Regions from separate parts of the Mus musculus genome. Here region 1 is linked to region 2. The links are chromatin contacts, called in public HiChIP or PLAC-seq maps. All regions are on one chromosome and are shown on one strand. The core of a region is the stretch at or near the end of the contact, and the rest is flanking DNA. Distances in the headings are between cores, read along the strand shown.

Region 1 (2,700 bases), core at 30-2,529, 150 kb after region 2:
GTAAGTTTGCCATATATGGGGAACAGCCCTGTCGTGTTCCCCTGAAGCTGATTACCAAATGACCCGTGCTCCAGAAGCCCTCCCATAGGACTGCACGCTGCCATAGGCTGAGGAACTCACGCTTCTGTTGCCCGGGTCACACTGGATCAAATCAGTCTCGGGTGTAGCTGACTACCCCTATCCTGGATGATTGAGGCTTGCCATTCAGTGGGTAGTCGGCCATTAGTGGTACTGGCCACTGTTGGAGCTGTTGGAAAAGGAGACTCCCAGGCCTTACCCCCAAGCGACAGAAGCAAAGCTTTGCATTTTAACACGGTGCCAGGTGGTGGTGTGCACCCGGAAGTCTGAGATGCCCGCATTTCCAGCTCTGGGTGTATCCTGCAACTACCCGGAAGCTTAACAGAGCTTGAGCCTCTCCATTCTTTATTAGCTCTTTGCTTAGCTAGACATACTCCAGAGTGAGTTAACAAGCCTTTTAGGAATGGTTGGGTTCAATATAATGACAAAACCTGGCAGGGGTCCTGTGGGCCAAGGCCTAGCACTGAGGAGAAGTTCACTAGGATGGCTGAGCGATCAGTGTGCTCGACACTCGTGCAGACATCCTGCAGCTTTCCCCGGAGAAGTGGATGAGGTTTACTTTGGATTCAATAAGCAGATATTTCAGATATGAAAAGCAATCGGACTTTAAGAGCAAAGGAAGACGTCACAACAGTACGCGTGAAGATTTACATTTCTCGCAGTGGCTTAGAGCCACCTGGGCCGGGTACTAGTTTCCAGGCGCAGATCTGCTTTTGTCTCGGGGTTGTGATTTTCCCCTTGGACTAGCCTTGGCGGCAGGCGTAGCTTGTTGTGAGTTTGTACCGTTTACAACAGTACAAACTACTTTCAGGGGTCTTGAGTTCAAATTTGAAAATGCACCATAGGCTTGCTGTAGACTTTAGTTAGCTTGCTCTGTGGCTCTCAGTTCCATACGCACAGAGAGGCTAACCGTGGGTTATTCCTCAACTAGGGAAGGGCCTTCCACAAGGCTCCCCGGGCGGAGGGGTTGGTTTTGCTGACTCAGGTACTGTATGGGCTGAGGGATGGATGTCCTGCTGTTTCCTGCAGCTTCCAGCTCACACCTCCTCTGTGTGTGTGTGTGGGGGGGGGGGTTATTTTTATTTCCTGTGTTCAATCTGTGGGGCTGCAAGCCATTTACCACAACTACTGTACATTGTTCCTTGCTCGGCAGTGGTGGGAAACAGCCCTTTGCACCCTCTGCCTACACACTTCCTGTCACCACGGCATGCAAATGTTCCTCCTGCTTCCTCTCCCGGCAGCCTGCACCTCTGCTCTTTGATCACGTCTGTGATCTTGGCCCACAAAGCGCTCTTGTTATGATTGTTGGAACATACTTGGGGGAAGTGACAGAGATTTGTTCCCTTCTTTGGGAAAGTCAGCAAGCCAGCCAGCATCAGCTAGTTTCCAGCACCTGGAAGCTACTAGCTCAGTTGTAGTTCTGGTGGGTTGTGGACTGGAAGTCTAGGCTAGTGTTTGGGTGCCTCATGACTTAAGATTTATCTTAGGGTTTTCATTGCTGTGATAAAACGCCATGGGGTGGGGTGGGGGGTGGAAGCCCCATGGGAGGAAAGGGTTTGTTTCAGTTTACAGCTGAAATCCATCAGTCGGGGAATCGGGGAAGTCGGGGCAGGAATGCAAGGCAGGAGCTGATGCTCAAACCAGGGGTGAAAGCTGCCTGCTGCCTTACAATACCTTGCTCAGCCTGCTTTCTTATAGCAGGGCCAGCTTGCTCAGGGTGGCACCACCTACAATGGGTTGGGCTTTCCCTCATCAGTTACTAAGAAAATGCCCCCACAGGCTTGCCCATCAATCTGAGGGGGACTTTTTTCAATTGACATCCCTTTTCCCAAATGATTCCAGACTGTCAAACTGACATGAGAACTAGCCAGTATAAGACGATAGCTAATTAAAAAAAAAAAAAATTTTTTTTTCCCCTGGGTATGTGTGGTCCTTTACCTTGAATAAGAACTTTAGTGAGAAAGAAAAAAATGAGAATTTCTGTCAGACTAGACAGAAATATTTTACTTACTTAATTTTGAATTTATAAGTCTGAGCACACATTTTTTTTTTTCCTAATGTGGGCAGCCCGGTATTGTGGAATGTGCTTTGCATGATGTAAAGTGTTGAATTGAGACTGTGTTCCGCTACATATTGTCTTTTGAACCTTAGAGGACCCTCTGTCTGTACAATTCTGTAAATAATTAATTAGGCGCCTGGGCTGTGCCCAGTAGGCATGGGCTATAAAGATAAGAAGCAGCCTCGCTGTCTAGGGGGTGAGTAAACCCACTTATGCCCTGTGTGTCTCGCACAGTATCAAGTGCCTGTTCCCGTCTGCTGTTGAAGTTCTATGATCCCGTGAGGTTCTCTAATCTCACAGGGATGTAGTCTCCTTTCTCCAAGTGGGGAGGTGGAGCGTTGGGTTGCCAGTGTTAGGATGTGAATCTTCTTTCTGACTCAAAGCATTTATTTGCTTTGGATGAGCTAATGACTAATGAGTCTGGGAGCGGTGATGCTTCACGCATCAGCTACAGATTCACTGGCCCTCATGGAAGGCAGCAGAACTGGCATCTCTCACATGATGCTTCCTCCCTCAGCACCATATCCAGCCGGACGGGGTCTTGCCACGGACCTCGCTGGCCA
Region 2 (2,700 bases), core at 193-2,692:
TATCCTTACCTTAGGGAGAAGGGTTACTTTCATTGTTGGACTTTTCCCCCCCTCTCTGTCCTGGACCTGGCTCTGTAGACCAGGATGGCCTTGAATTTAGAGATCTATCTCTGCCTCCTGAGTACTAGGATTAAAGATGAGTACCATCACTGCCCTACCAGACTGACTCTGACTCTGACTCTGACTCTGACTCTGACTCTGACTCTGACTCTCTCTCTCTCTCTCTCTCTCTCTCTCTCTCTCTCTCTCTCTCTCTCTCTCTCTCTCTCTGTCTTTGAGACAGGGTATTACTATGTCCCTTGGCCTGCCTGGAACTCAAAACCAGAGGTTCACCATTCTCTGCCTCCCCAGTGTTGGCATTAAAGGCCAACCCACACCACCACACACAGGGTCTGCTATTGCGATGTAAGCCATCTTCCATCAGTGCAGGAAAACCAGGGCTGGAGAGATGGCTCCGCAGTCACAGCCCTCGTACAGGATCTGGGTTAGATTCCCAGCACCCACAGGGAGTGGCTCACACAGGTCGCCTGTAGCTCAGGCCTCTGGCTTTCTCAGGCACCCGCACTCATGTGGTGCACATGCAGACAGGAAGGCTAGAACAGGTGCAGGACCAGATAGACGGTCTGGACTTGTGGCGTGTGGCACACATTGTCAGATTAGAAAAAGGCAGTTTGCTTTCCCAATAAAGATTACAAAACATGTAAGAAGCGGGAAAGGAGACAGGGCTTCCCTGACATCCTTTGATGGTATTAATTTCATTCTGTTATATTTTGAACTCTATGAATTAAGAAGAGCATATTGTGGAAAAATGCAAGCACATATTAATGCAAAAGTAGAGTGAACAATGAGACCAACGTTTGTTACTCCAGCACAGTGTACGTTGTCGCTGCTGTGGTCCCATCCCGTGAGAGTACTGAAGCTTATCTAAGCATCATTAACATTTAACTTGTAAGCTTCAGGATTAATCTCTACGGGATAAGGACTCACAGTTTGTTGGTGAGACTTTAGACTATTTGAAGTTAAACCTGGGCATTGATCAGAGCAGGCTAAAGGTATTGCTACTTTTGGATTAAAAATTATCTTATGTGTATGTGCCTGGATGCATGTGTGTGTCGTGTGCATGGAGGATCCTGCAGAGATCAGAAAATTGTGTATGGTCCCCTAGAACCGGAGTTATGGGTAGTTAGTTGTGTGGGTGTTGGGGACTAGACATGGGTTCTCTGCAAGAGCAGCAAGTACTCTTAACTGATCGGTCTCCCACCTTCCCTTTTCAGAACAACCTGGGCATTTCCATTTTGTTCTAGAGCGGATTCTGGGCCCTCATGACAGCATCCTCCCCAGAGACTTTGTGTCTGCTGGGGTTGACCTGTCCTGGAGTGCCTCTTCAGGTTGCAGGAGTGTCATCTTCCCAGCAGCTGCCTTGCAGGGATAGAGTAGCAGCTGGGTCAAGGTTAAAGGTCATTTTAGGCAATCCTCCCATGGACTTGGCTCAGTATTGGGTGGGGACTGAATTACCCGCCGGGGTAGAAGGGCAGGTGTCTTTGTCTGTAGGCTAACTTGCATCCATCCCTATTATTCTAACCCTGAGGTCTCCTTCCTCTGACTCCGCAGCAGGAGGTGGGGCTTTGCTTCAAGAGCCATACTTTTGGCTGAGCTTTGGGGACTCTGGTCAGCTGTATCTGTTAGGGGTGGGGACAAAGAGCCTAGTCAGCATTGAGGCTTGCCTTATTCATTTCCTGTTCCCAGGGCCAGGCTCTCTGGAGGAAGCTGGGAGCTGTGCAAGGTGTGAGCCAGCTCCCTTCAGCCGGTTCTCTCAGTGCTCCCGTCTCTGTGTGTAGGGTTTTGCATTCAAATTGAGCCTCCCCTCCTCAAGTTCAGTACAGAGAGCAGACCGGGACATGATGGGGGTCTGTGACTGGGGGTTGTTCCCCAGTAGTGGGGAACATGGCAGGTAACAGAAGGGATGAAGTGATCCTAGCCGTAGGGATCAAAATATCAACATTCTCAGCCTGGGAGTTGTGACCTCGATGAGTGTGCGTGGGGGTCCAATGACCCTTTCACAGGGGTCACATGTCAGATACCCTACATAACATATATTTACATTATGATTCATAACAGTAGTAGAATTAAAATGGTGAAGTAGCAACAAAATTTTTTGTTTGGGGAGGGTCACTGTGGCATGAGGAACTGCATTAAAGGGTCTCAGCATTAGGAAGGTTGAGAACCGCTGCTCCGCATTCTCCTGGCCGGGGTCGCTGTAAGAAAAGGCGTGAGTCAGCTGTCTTGTCTGTGCTCATGACCGTGAACAGAACCAAGACAAAGTGCCCTGTGACATGGAGCTGCAGACTCTGCGAAGCAGAAGTAGTCCTTTAAGTCTATTCCAGTCCCATGCTGTGACCTATGGTTACCCTGCTAGGCTGGCCCACCCTGGGGCATCGTTGGCCACTCAAAGAGACAAAGTAAGAGTAGATGCAGAGGGAGATGCACTCAGTATGGCAACACTGGGAAGGGAAACGAACAAGCAAAGAGGTTCAGTAGATTCTAATATGAGGCTTAGGTCTAAATAGAGGGTGAGAGACATGCACAGCTAAGCAGCCCTGGTAAAAGAATGGTCTCCACCACCCTGGTCCTCATCGCCTTAGTTCTAATGTCTCTAGCAAAGTGGCCTGAGAAGATGCCACGCTGTGTGAAATCACTTTG

The links. HiChIP or PLAC-seq counts read pairs in DNA pulled down with a chosen protein or histone mark.
Region 1: an H3K4me3 HiChIP or PLAC-seq map of intestinal villus epithelium shows a contact between it and region 2, with 5 times the contacts expected there. The contact joins two enhancer-like sites. A contact is called at or near these places in 2 of 15 datasets of contacts at CTCF or cohesin (the NIH/3T3 cell line and pro-B cells), 10 of 484 Hi-C or Micro-C datasets (the AML12 cell line, CD4 single positive thymocytes, bone marrow-derived macrophages and 5 more), 22 of 115 datasets of contacts at active chromatin or transcription factors (Th17 cells, acute myeloid leukemia, bone marrow-derived macrophages and 11 more) and 4 of 9 other capture datasets (adipose tissue, embryonic stem cells, liver and 1 more).

Annotation. Positions count from the first base shown.
Region 1 is chr14:54,232,045-54,234,744 of GRCm38.p6, reverse strand. No RefSeq gene overlaps it. Among named protein-coding and RNA genes, the nearest start is that of Dad1, 21 kb to the left of the region's middle. Within about 2 kb of position 1,279, at least 138 of the 459 cell types and tissues checked have an H3K27ac peak or open chromatin away from gene starts, as enhancers often do. A contact at or near this core is called in the AML12 cell line, bone marrow-derived macrophages, intestinal villus epithelium and 2 more, where this site is marked.
Region 2 is chr14:54,382,478-54,385,177 of GRCm38.p6, reverse strand. All of the region lies in intron 2 of Slc7a7 (solute carrier family 7 (cationic amino acid transporter, y+ system), member 7), which reads left to right. Among named protein-coding and RNA genes, the nearest start is that of Oxa1l, 23 kb to the right of the region's middle. Within about 2 kb of position 1,442, at least 65 of the 459 cell types and tissues checked have an H3K27ac peak or open chromatin away from gene starts, as enhancers often do. A contact at or near this core is called in the AML12 cell line, bone marrow-derived macrophages, intestinal villus epithelium and 2 more, where this site is marked.